Linked DNA regions of Rattus norvegicus: region 2 is linked to region 1. A link is a contact called in public Hi-C data. All regions are on one chromosome and are shown on one strand. The core of a region is the stretch at or near the end of the contact, and the rest is flanking DNA. Distances in the headings are between cores, read along the strand shown.

What was found. A called contact is a pair of places that touch in the nucleus more often than the background predicts.
Region 2: a Hi-C map of liver shows a contact between it and region 1, with 2.6 times the contacts expected there. The contact joins the promoter of Pck1 here to the enhancer-like site in region 1. A contact is called at or near these places in 2 of 12 Hi-C or Micro-C datasets (hepatocytes and liver).

What each region holds. Positions count from the first base shown.
Region 1 is chr3:182,293,943-182,299,278 of GRCr8, reverse strand. It overlaps Ctcfl1 (CCCTC-binding factor like 1), which reads left to right. Exons shown (of 11, transcript NM_001322486.1): 6 at 1,866-1,986; 7 at 2,316-2,465; 8 at 4,083-4,243. Among named protein-coding and RNA genes, the nearest start is that of Ctcfl1, 13 kb to the left of the region's middle. Within about 2 kb of position 2,583, at least 1 of the 93 cell types and tissues checked has an H3K27ac peak or open chromatin away from gene starts, as enhancers often do. A contact at or near this core is called in liver, where this site is marked.
Region 2 is chr3:182,344,736-182,350,311 of GRCr8, reverse strand. Pck1 (phosphoenolpyruvate carboxykinase 1) reads right to left here and starts at 1,740. Exons shown (of 10, transcript NM_198780.3): 1 at 1,639-1,740; 2 at 1,202-1,466; 3 at 648-829; 4 at 1-87. The coding sequence starts at 1,425.

The DNA of each region.
Region 1 (5,336 bases), core at 1,334-3,833:
CCCAGCTCCGGAAAAAAGAACCAAAAAAAAAGTAGGAAGAGGGCTGGAGACATCGCTCAGTGGTAGAGCACTTGCTTACCTCAAGAAGCCAGGCAGGGATGTCCTGTTTTGCCACCTCTGCCCTCCTACTGTGCGCCTCACTGAACCCTGAACCCTGAACCCTCCCAAGCTGCAGTGTTAAAAACTCTTTTTCTTTTCTTCCTACAATTCCCATATTATTATATTATTTCTCCTCCTCCTTTGTTTTTTAGTTTTGGTGGTGGTGGTTGTGGTGGTGGTGGTTGTCTGGTTTTGGTTTGGGGTTTTCTTTGGTTTGGATTGGTCTGGTCTGGTTTGGTTTGGTTTGGCTTGGTTTGGTTTGGTTTGGTTTGTCTTGACTTTGCTTTGTTCCGTTTGGTTTGAGATAGGGTTTCTTTATGTAGCTCTGGCTGTCCCAGAAGTAACTTTGTAGACCAGGCTGTCCTCGAATTCACAGAGATTCACCTGCCCCGAGAGCTGGGATTAAAGACAAGCACCTCAACAGCCTGGCTTCCATATTCCTCCTTAAAAAAAAAAAAAATCCAAACTGAGTTGTTCCTCTCGAATCTCGTGTTTCTCTGGAAACCTTCTTCTGTTCCTGGGCAGTCTTCTGGCCTGGGTGTGCCTCCTGGATTCCAGAGAGGCAGGTCCATAGACTCTCTCTGAGTGTAAGCAGGGTTCATGTTGCTTCCCGAGCCTCCAGCCCAGTGTGGCTGATGGCCTTGCTGCCCGGGAACACCAAAAGGGTCTGCAGTGGGAGTGTGGCATCAGAATGTCCTAGAAGATGGTGAGGCCTGCTGCCGTGATGAATGGGGAGGTTTGTGCCGATTCCTCCTTAATGGCCTCCAAAGCTTAACGGTTCATCCTCTTTCACTTAAAGCTTCCCCCTCTGTCACTTTTGTGTTTGAGGCGGCAGCATCTCACAATGTGGCCCTGGCCGGTCCGGCACTCGCACTGTAGCCTTGGCTGGCCTGGAGTTCACTAGGTAGACCAGGCTGGCCTCAAATTCAGCAGGGTTGCTGGACGCACTTCTGAGGTCGGCCAGAACCACGAAGTGAGTTTCTGTCTCAGAAGCATGTTAAAAGAAGCTGGTAGCCCACAGAGCCACGCTCCCTGGCGAGGGGCTGGTCTCTAGGCACTTCACAGGTCATTCTCCATTTAGTTAATGGTTCAGGTTTCCACTTGGGAAGGCTTTTCCGGCTTGTGTGTTTACAGGTGGTTTAAACTTTACTGCCGTGAGCAGACCAGGCCTTGGGAATAAAGATAGAACCACACGCAGTGCTGACAGAGCAGAGAGCTCTGCTTCCGTTTGTAAAAGTGATATCTAGCGTGGAGGTCTTTCAGCCGTTGCTCATTAACCCCGACCTGTGCACACGGCCAGTGACAGAGCTAATCACCAGAAGACTGGGCAGTTCTGTTTTATGGGACACCCTGATACTGAGGTGTGATTAGCTTACATTTTTTCTTTTGCTTCTTTGCTCCTTTGAGATGGGGGAATCTCTGAGGTCCAGGTTAGCCCTGGGATCAGCATATAACCCAAGGTGTCCTCAAACTTGTAGCAATCCTCCTGCCTTAGCTTCCCTGACATTGGAATTGCAGGCGTGTACTCTCCACACCTAGGTCTCCTTTCTGCATATTTTGAGGGGACAGGTTCTGAGACAAGGTCTCCTGATGTAGCCTTAAGTGGGGCTTGGGCCATAGCAATCCTCCTGCCTCAGCTTCCTGAGTGCCATGGTTGCAGGCATGAGCTGCTCCTCGAGCTTCTCATCTCTCCTATGAAGCCGGTTAGCTGAAGGCCTGCCCACCCACGGGTTCCCGTCACGATGACCCTCTTCCGCATGCCCTAGGCAAGCAAGCTGAAGCGTCATATCCGCTCACACACGGGCGAGCGTCCCTTCCAGTGCAGCCAGTGTGCTTATGCCAGCAAGGACACCTACAAACTGAAACGCCACATGCGGACACACTCAGGTGAGAGCCAGGCACCCACTCGGTTGGTTTATTATCTGAAGACCAGGCGTGAACATTCTCGTCCCCACATACAACCTCGTGCACCCACTCAGAGCTGGCGAGGGGCCGCCAGTGTCAGGGAACCCCATGTCTGGGGCCCTGTGACTCTGCCATCTTGGCTGGCCTTCCTGTTCCTATGTCACTGAGGCTAAACCTACAGGAAGGTGTTGCCTGGGAAAGAGGCCCCAGCGTACGCATCCCTTGGGCCCCAGCGTACGCATCCCTTGGGACTGGCCAGGGCTCCTGGGGAATCGGTTCTCCAGAGAGTCACTTGCTGTTCTGTGTCACAGGTGAGAAGCCGTACGAATGCCCCACCTGCCATGCCCGGTTCACCCAGAGTGGGACCATGAAAATCCACATAGCGCAGAAGCATGGCGAGAATGTGCCCAAACACGAGTGTCCCCACTGTGCCACCATCATTGCGAGGAAGAGTGACCTGCGTGAGTATCTACTTTAACCGTGTCCCCTCAGTCTGAAAACCTCCAGTGCCTGCTGCCCTCCCTCACTGGGCCTAGGAAACTTCTCTAGCAATGTTCTTACAGAGGTCCTATACCGCCCTCTGGTGGCTGATCTTAGTAAGTGCAGGTCAGAAGCTGGCCAGCCTAGTCCTGGTATGGGCCGACCACAGAAGGTCTGATCAAATCCACGGGTGGTGTTTTATCCCCCGCTCTTACAGATAAAGACACAGAGACTGAAAGACACGGAGGCTTTTCCTGCTAGGGGTAGCGGTCCTAATGATCTGAGTGTTAGAGTGCAACCGCGTTAGAAGTTCAGCTCTGCCCCGTCCCCTCCTCAGTCTGCCCCTTGTACACACTGCTGGGAGCTGGGGATATAGAGGAGAAACTGAGACAGGGTTCTCCCTGAGAAACTCACTTCGGTAAGAGACAGCCTGTGACACAAAGTCTACCTTCTCCTGTGGCAAGTCCTTGTGACACAAGATACCCTTGTTGGGACTTGCAGGAGGAAGCTAGTGGGGACAGGGAGGGGAGGGCAGGGAGCTATGGAGGGAGGGCAGAATTTATTTAGGGCAAGGAGCTGTCAAGGGCAGAGAGTTGGCAAGGTCTCTGTGGCGTCTGTCTATCTGTCTGTCTGTCTATCTGTATCTCTCTCCCCCCCCCATGTCTCTTGCTCTCTCTGTCTCCCTCTCCTCCTCCCCTGCTCTCCTCTCTCTCTCTCTCTCTCTCTCTAAAATTATGTTGCGAGAGACTGTAAAAGTGTCAGCAAAAGTAAAAGTCCAAACAGTCCACTTGGAAAATTCCAGAGCTTTTGCAATTACTCCCGCAAGGGTAAAGGTATCTGACCAATCTTAGAATAGGTATCTGACCTGTTCCTAGCATCTGGAATATTCCATCAGTGGCTCTGTGGCTCCTGAGGTACCACGAAGCAGTGTCCCCTGGGGTCTGTCAGCCAGTTGCCTGTTTGTCCCAGGCCAGAGGCAGCCTCTGCAGCCCCTGCAGGGGTGCTGTGGAGACCCTGACTCTTTGTAAGACTAAGGTGGTCGGCCACTTCTGAGCCAGGAGGTACAGGCTGCTCCACCAGCATCCCAGAGTCCTTTGATCAGCCCCACATAGGGCCACACGCACGCCAGGCCTGAGTGTTAGCCTCATAAAGAGCCTCCTAGACGGTGTGCCCAGTATTACTCAGATCATGGGACGAGGGTGCTTAGTCTCTCAGCAGGACAACAGTCACGGTTCCGTTACAGAAAACCCCTCAGCCATGCTCCGAGCCCCCTTCACTGTGCTAAGGTTCTCATCAGTCATGACCAACCTTCTGTAGCTTTGACCTCCCTGTTGAACAGATCTCGGGCCCAAGCCCTCTCCTTAGCTCCTTCCCAGCAGTGGTGCTCACGGGGGGGGGGGGGGGGGGCATTCATGCCATTAGGGGACATTCACCTGGACATGGAGGCGGTCTGCCATCTCTGAGGGATGCGAGCTAGGGTGGTGGGGTCTGAGGTGCTGAAGACAGTCTGCCCAGAACTTCCCGCCACACCAGAGAAGTAAGTCCCTGAATACCCACGCTGCCACAGCCCAGCACGGTGTCTCCTGCGCCTCTTACAGGTGTCCATCTGCGCAACCTGCACGGCCACAGCCCGGAGGAGATCAAGTGCAGATACTGCCCTGCCGCCTTCCACGAACGCTATGCCCTCCTTCAGCACCAGAGGACCCACAAGAATGAGAAGAAGTTCAAGTGCAAACAGTGCGATTACGCGTGCAAGCAGGTACTGCGTCACCGTGACTGCTCACACGGGCGGGTGAGCTGTGGGAGGCAGGCGTGTGAGTGGATAGGGGATCTAGGAAGCAGCCATCGGTAAGAAAGAGGCTGGGGGGACTGCAGAGATGCTCGGCTCTTAAGAGCAGCTGTCGCTCTTGCAAAGGACCCGAGTTTGACTCCCGGAACCCACACGGTGGTTTACAACTCCCCATAACTCGAGGTCACCCCAGTTCTAGGGTACCTGATATTCTCATCTGACTTCCTTGGGTACCAGGTACACGCGCGGTGCACGTACGTGCAAGCGAGCAAAATGCTCATACGTATTAAAGTAAAATATAAGTAGTGTGGATTTTTAAAAAGGAAGGAAGGAAGGAAGGAAGGAAGGAAGGAAGGAAGGTAGGTAAAGGCTGGCGAGCTGGCTCGGGAGTTAAGAATGATTGCTAGTCCACCATGAGGGCAGCATTTTGGATGTCAGCACCCATGTTGGGTGTCAGTCAGCCATCCATAACTCCAGCTTCAGAGGATCCAGTGTATCCTCAGAGCTCTGTGAGCTTACACACACACACACACACACACACACACACACACACACACACACACACACCACCGGCCATCAGCTGGAACTGCACAGAGGGCCCCACACAAGCCAGGCCGGCATCAAAGAGGTGCCAGAGTGGTCCACTTCCTCCCCAATGAGCATCAGTTGTCAGGGCGGTGGTACAGCTTTGCCCTAACTCTGATGGTGACACCCTACAAGATCAGACTGGGTATGGATGGGATCTTCATTGCCCGGAAGCCAAATCAAAGGGGATGTCACTCAGGAATGTCTGAAGGGCCTCGAGAAGGCTCAGCAAGTGAGATACGCCAGCAAGCTTGATGTCTTGTGTTCCGTCCCCCAAACCCTTGTGAAGGTGGAAAGGGAGAGAGAGCCAGCTCTACAGAGATAGCTGTCCACACACGCACTTCCCCCCCCCCCCGCACGCCATACACGCACAGTGATAAATAACTTCGAATGTCCTCAGCGTTGCAGTCAAGGTGGTAAACCTTGGTAAATCTTGACCCAACAGCCTTTAATGTCCTGTGGGAGGAGGATGAGGCTG
Region 2 (5,576 bases), core at 491-2,990, 52 kb before region 1:
AGGGCGAGTCTGTCAGCTCAATACCAATCTTGGCCAGAGGTGAGCCCAGCGGCCCCATGCTGAATGGGATGACATACATGGTGCGGCCTGCAGAGGTGGATGGGTAGAAATAGGTAAGAAGCCAAGGAGGCCCTCTGAGCTTCCTTGACTCATCTTCCAGCTACGTCTTCCACACCATGCCCTACTGGCCACCAGCCTCTGGTTTCAGAGACCAGTAGAAACAGCAAAATGCTGAAATTAAACTTTTCACAGCCCCCCTGTTTGGCTGAATTTAGCTGCTTTACGTCCACATGAATGGGAAGCATTTTGTGTGTGTGTGTTTTCTGCTTTATCTATTTGACATTAAGGATTGGAGCCAGGGCCTTGGAAATTCTAGGCAAACACCCCACCGTGGAGACTGTTTCTTTTGAGACCAAGCTGTAAAGTGCTCAGGCTGGCCTTAAACTTTGAATGCCCCTGCCTCAGCTTCCATGTCTGAGATGACAGGTCGGAGCCACCCGTACTCTCAGAGAACAATTTGATATTCCGTGAGACAGAACCAGACGGCGAGCTTCGCACGCGGGCCACCCTTTGCAGCTCAAGCCACCACCGGGAGCGTGAACTGTGCACACAGCACACTGTCAGGCCTGGGGTCTGGCCTCACCCACCTTTCATGCACCCCGGGAACCTGGCGTTGAATGCTTTCTCGAAGTCCTCTTCTGACATCCAGCGGCCCAGCTGGCTCTGCCCACTTTTGGGGATGGGCACGGTGTCTCTCTGCTCTTGGGTAATGATGACCGTCTTGCTTTCGATCCTGGCCACATCCCTGGGGTCAGTGAGAGCCAGCCAACTGAAAAAGTCACAGGGATGCCTTCAGCAAGGTACCCTTGGGGATGTACCTCTCTTGCCTACCTCAGGCTCTTCCCGGCCTTGCAGACACAAGGACGTTGACCGTGTTACTTAGGTATGGAAGCCAAGCCAACGGGAACTTGACCAGGTAGACATTTGCTAAGCCATGAGCTGGCCCTAGGGAAAGGGGCCGCCTTGCATGGCTATCTGGAATCTAGAAGCTGGCTATGCTAACCTCACAGGGTGTCTGGATTCTGACTGATCTCCTAAGCTTCTCAGGCGTTTGCTACTGCAAGGGTCTTTATTCTCCAGACTCCGAGAAGGTAGAGCTGAGGAGCCTGTAGGCCAGAGACTTTGGGCTGAAGGGACTCACCAGTTGTCATATTTCTTCAGCTTGCGGATGACACCCTCCTCCTGCATGTGGGCCAGCAGCCGCCCGTACTCCTCCTCGGAGCCGTCGCAGATGTGAATATACTCTGGCTGGCACAGCTGGGCATTGCCTTCCACAAACTTCCTCACTTCCTGGGGCAGGCTGTCGAGGCTGCCCTGGATGACCTTGGCAGAGAAGTCCAGACCATTATGCAGCTGAGGAGGCATTCTTGCAATGGTGTGGAGAGAGGCAGGGACTCTGGTGCCACCTGAAACAAAAAGAGAGGCTCTTGAACACCGGCACCCATGGGCCCTTCCCGTTCCTTCTGTAGACTTTGCATGAGTTGCACATGGCTAGAGGGCCTTGGTTGTCAGGGCAAAGACTGTGAGTGGACCCCTCAGTGGTACTTTTGGAGAGGAGAGTGGAATGGCCCTGCCTACCTTTCTTCCTCCTTTTGGAAGGTCTGGATCAGAGATCTCAGAGCGTCTCGCCGGATTTCCCCTGTTGGCCAAGGGTGTGTTCCCAGAGGGAAGGCCAACCGTGCTTGGTAGCTAGCCCTCCTCGCTTTAAATAGTATACAGAAGGGAGGACAGCCCTGCCCCTCAGCTGGACCTGGAGGCTCGCCTCTGACGTAAGGGGCCGGCCTTTGGATCATAGCCATGGTCAGCACGGTTTGGAACTGACCTAACACAATAAACTTTGGGGAGATAATGATTGAACTTGCTGTTGTTAATGAATGTTGGGAGGCCTCAGGCCCCCGTGTCAGCCATAGTTGAGTCCTTACACAACGTTTGATTGACTAAACTTTGACCGTGACTGTTGCTGATGCAAACTATAGGCTCTTGCCTTAATTGTCAGGTGGGGGTCAAGGACAGGGCTGGCCGGGACGCCTCTTGGACTTCATATGCTGCTGGCTGCACATTTTGTGTGCCAGTGGCTGCTGGTTGTCAAAACACCACAGCTGTGAGGTGTCACTCCCACGGCCAAAGGTCATGAGAAGGGAATTCAGCTCTGAGACGTGAAACTTCTAGACAAAGTCTGCAACAGCCGAGTTGGCTGGGGTGTGTTACCCCACTAGGTGTCTGCTGGATCCTCTGGCCACCCCAAGATGAACTGCAGAGGGAGGGGTGATTGTAAGCTTCATTCCGAGGAGGCAATGCCTGATATAGAATAATCACTCTATATACATACTGACCCCTGCTCTAAATGTTTTATGTCAGCTCATTCATTACTACTGCCTGAAATGGAACTATGACAGCCCTGGGTACAGGCTGGGAAACTGAGGCAGAAAGAATACTAAGCAGGTCCAGCTGGCTGGTGAGAACCAGAAGAGTTACATGTCAGTCAGGCTGGGCTGCAGAGAACCGTTGGATCCCCTGTCTTCTCTAGTCCCCTTAATGTCTTTTTCAAGACATTCTAGGTTGGACACAATCACCCTTGGAGCTGCCTGGATTCTTCTTGCATCCAAGAGTCTAGGGAGAGGAGGGGAAGGGGCTTGGCAGTTCTACTGGGCTACACTTGAGCAGCGAGACCTTTATCCCAGTTGTGAAGAACCTTCTCTGCAAGACACAGACCTTCACGCCAATTGAACGAGCCGAGAGAAGTTGCTCACTGGAGTTTAGAAGTGAGTGAGAAGTCAATCAGAGAGAGCCCATTGGGCAGGGCTGGCTCCCACAGCTGGGCTCAGAGTAGGGGGCAGGGACATGGCCTACTTCCCTGTAGGCAGGAGGATGATGTGACAGAAACTCTGTGACTCTGCTTACTAAGACGTGTGACAGATTCGAGGCACTGTGAAGAGTCATCCCAAACAGACTGGGCTTGGCTCACTCTACAAAGCTATGTAAATACTTTTACATAGCACCCACACTGCCAGCATTCTGGGGGTTCGCTGGAGCTTCTGTGTTGGTACAGAAGAAGCGGCTTCCTCTTCAAGTCACCGAGACTGCTCAGGAGGGGTGGCCTCCCCCTATGTAAACTGTTGGGTGTCAACCCCGCTAGAACGTCCAGCTCAGTGCCTCCACATCAGGCCTGGGCTAAACCAGCCTTTCCAGTGAGCACTTTCTCTGAGATTCATGGCCAGCCTCCACTCTGCTGCTAAACCTGTCGTGGGTTTGCATCCCTGGAAGGTTAAGGTGAAAACAGAAAGGAGAGACTGTAACTCAGCTGGAGTTTTAAAGCACCCTACATACATCCAAGGTCTCTCTGCTGTGAGTCTCCTGGGAGGGATGTGGCAGACCAATGATGGAGGAGGAGAAGGGGTCTCCATGATCTTCCAATTCGTCAGTACCCCCACATACACTATACCATAGCTTGTCAAAACCCCCCGCAAGGCAGATTCCGGTTACGAAATGACCTGGAGGTCCATGATCTTCTAAAAGAACCAGGACACAGAGAATGGGACTCTGAGGACAGTCGGGCAAGGCCTAACTGAGGTCATCCTGGGGTCTGGTCTTTCCTTGTCTCTGGTGATTTCCTGCTCGCAAGAGGCCTCACTGGGCAGCCCTCTGCCCCCTTCCCAGGGAGGCACTGTGAGCCATGGCATCTTTCTACAGCTCCATCTGAAATAAGTCTCAAAGGGACTGCTAGGTGTCCATTGCCAGCTGCCCTCTTAGGACTCCCCAAAGAGCTCCCAGCCCACCTTGTGTGATGTTCAGCGCTCGTACAGGGCAAGCAGAGGGCCAGGGATTCCCACCGAGTGGGAGTTTCCCACATGGTTTCTCACCCAGACATAGGGAGACCCCCTAGACTCTCAGGGGCTACTGGGCTCATGTTCCCTTAGGTCAGGGAGGCTTTCTGTCAAGCCTGTAAACAGTTGTTTATGAATGTGAAGCCGCTTTGGAGAGGAAGAGAGGAAGACCAGGCACTCAGAAACAGGTTCAAAATTATACTGTTATATTAGTCAAGGATTTCTAGAGTGACAAAACTTATAGATCTATCTATCCATCCATCTGTATCTATGTGTATAATATATGTATGTGTTTTATGTATATACATGTGAAAGTATTATATATATGTATATATAATATATGTATGTTTTATGTATATATGTATATATATACACACACATATATATCCTTTCTCACACACAAACATGTGTGTGTGTGTGTGTGTGTGTGTGTGTGTGTGTGTGTGTGTGTAAGTTTTTTGGAATAATTTACAGGCTACAGTCCAGCTAACCCAACAATGTCTGGCTGTGAACAGAAGGTCCAAGAACCCAGTAGCTGCTTGCCCCACAAGGCTGGACGTCTCTGCTGATCTTCGGCATAGGCTGGGACCCTGAAGAAGTAGGCTCCAATGTGCTGGCAACAGGAGGGCAAGCAGGCAAAGAGCAAAAGTTTCCTTCTTCCATGTCCTAATATAGACTTCCAGCACAAGGTGTGGCCCAGATTAAAGGTGTGTCTTCCTGCCTGAAGATCTGGATTGAAGATGAGTGTCTCCCAGTACTCAGGAGTCAGAGGCAGGCGGATTTCTATGAGTCGGGGCCAGCCTGGTCTACAGAGCTAGGACCAGGACAGCCAGGGCTTATGAAGAAACTTTATCTCAAAAAAGGCAAAACAGGGGCTGGGGATTTAGCTCAGTGGTAGAGCGCTTGCCTAGGAAGCGCAAGGCCCTGGGTTCGGTCCCCAGCTCCGAAAAAAAGAACCAAAAAAAAAAAAAAAAGGCAAAACAACACAACAACAACGAAACCCAAAGATCCAGACTAGAAGTGGATTCGCCCACTTCAAACCAAGCACACGCGTCTCTCCCAGGTGTGCCCTGCCTTTCTGGATTGTGGTTCATTCCCAGTGTAGTAAAGGTGACAACCAAGAACAGCCATCACAACTATCTTCCTCCGTGCTCCTTCAGAACCTATGTATGTGTTACCTCAGCCTCAGTCTCATCGGCTGTAACCTTGAGAAAGATAACAACTCTGACAAGACAAAGAACTATTTAAACCCGGGGTTGGGGATTTAGCTCAGTGGTAGAGCGCTTGCCTAGCAAGCGCAAGGCCCTGGGTTCTGTCCTCGGCTCCAGAAAAAAAAAAAAGAACTATTTAAAGTCCTGTTTGCTAACCATATTCTCTCCGGCGCCCACTAGGTCCCAGCCCTGTGAAGAAAGAACTTCCTAAAGGCCGACTTCCCATGGTCCCCTCTGATCATCATAGTCTTCTCCACTCAGAGTTTAGGAAATTGAGGCTCAAGAAAGGAATCACACGCATTCACTCAGCAAACACTGGCTGGCTGGATGTTGGTATTCTTGAGCAGAATGGAGGTTCTACAAACTGTGAGCCTAGGACTTTGATTACCTCTAATGCCTCCAGGACTTCGTCTTCAGGCACACATAGCCAATACCTCCTACATACTCAGCCCCAGGAAGACTCAAAATATTATGGGCATGG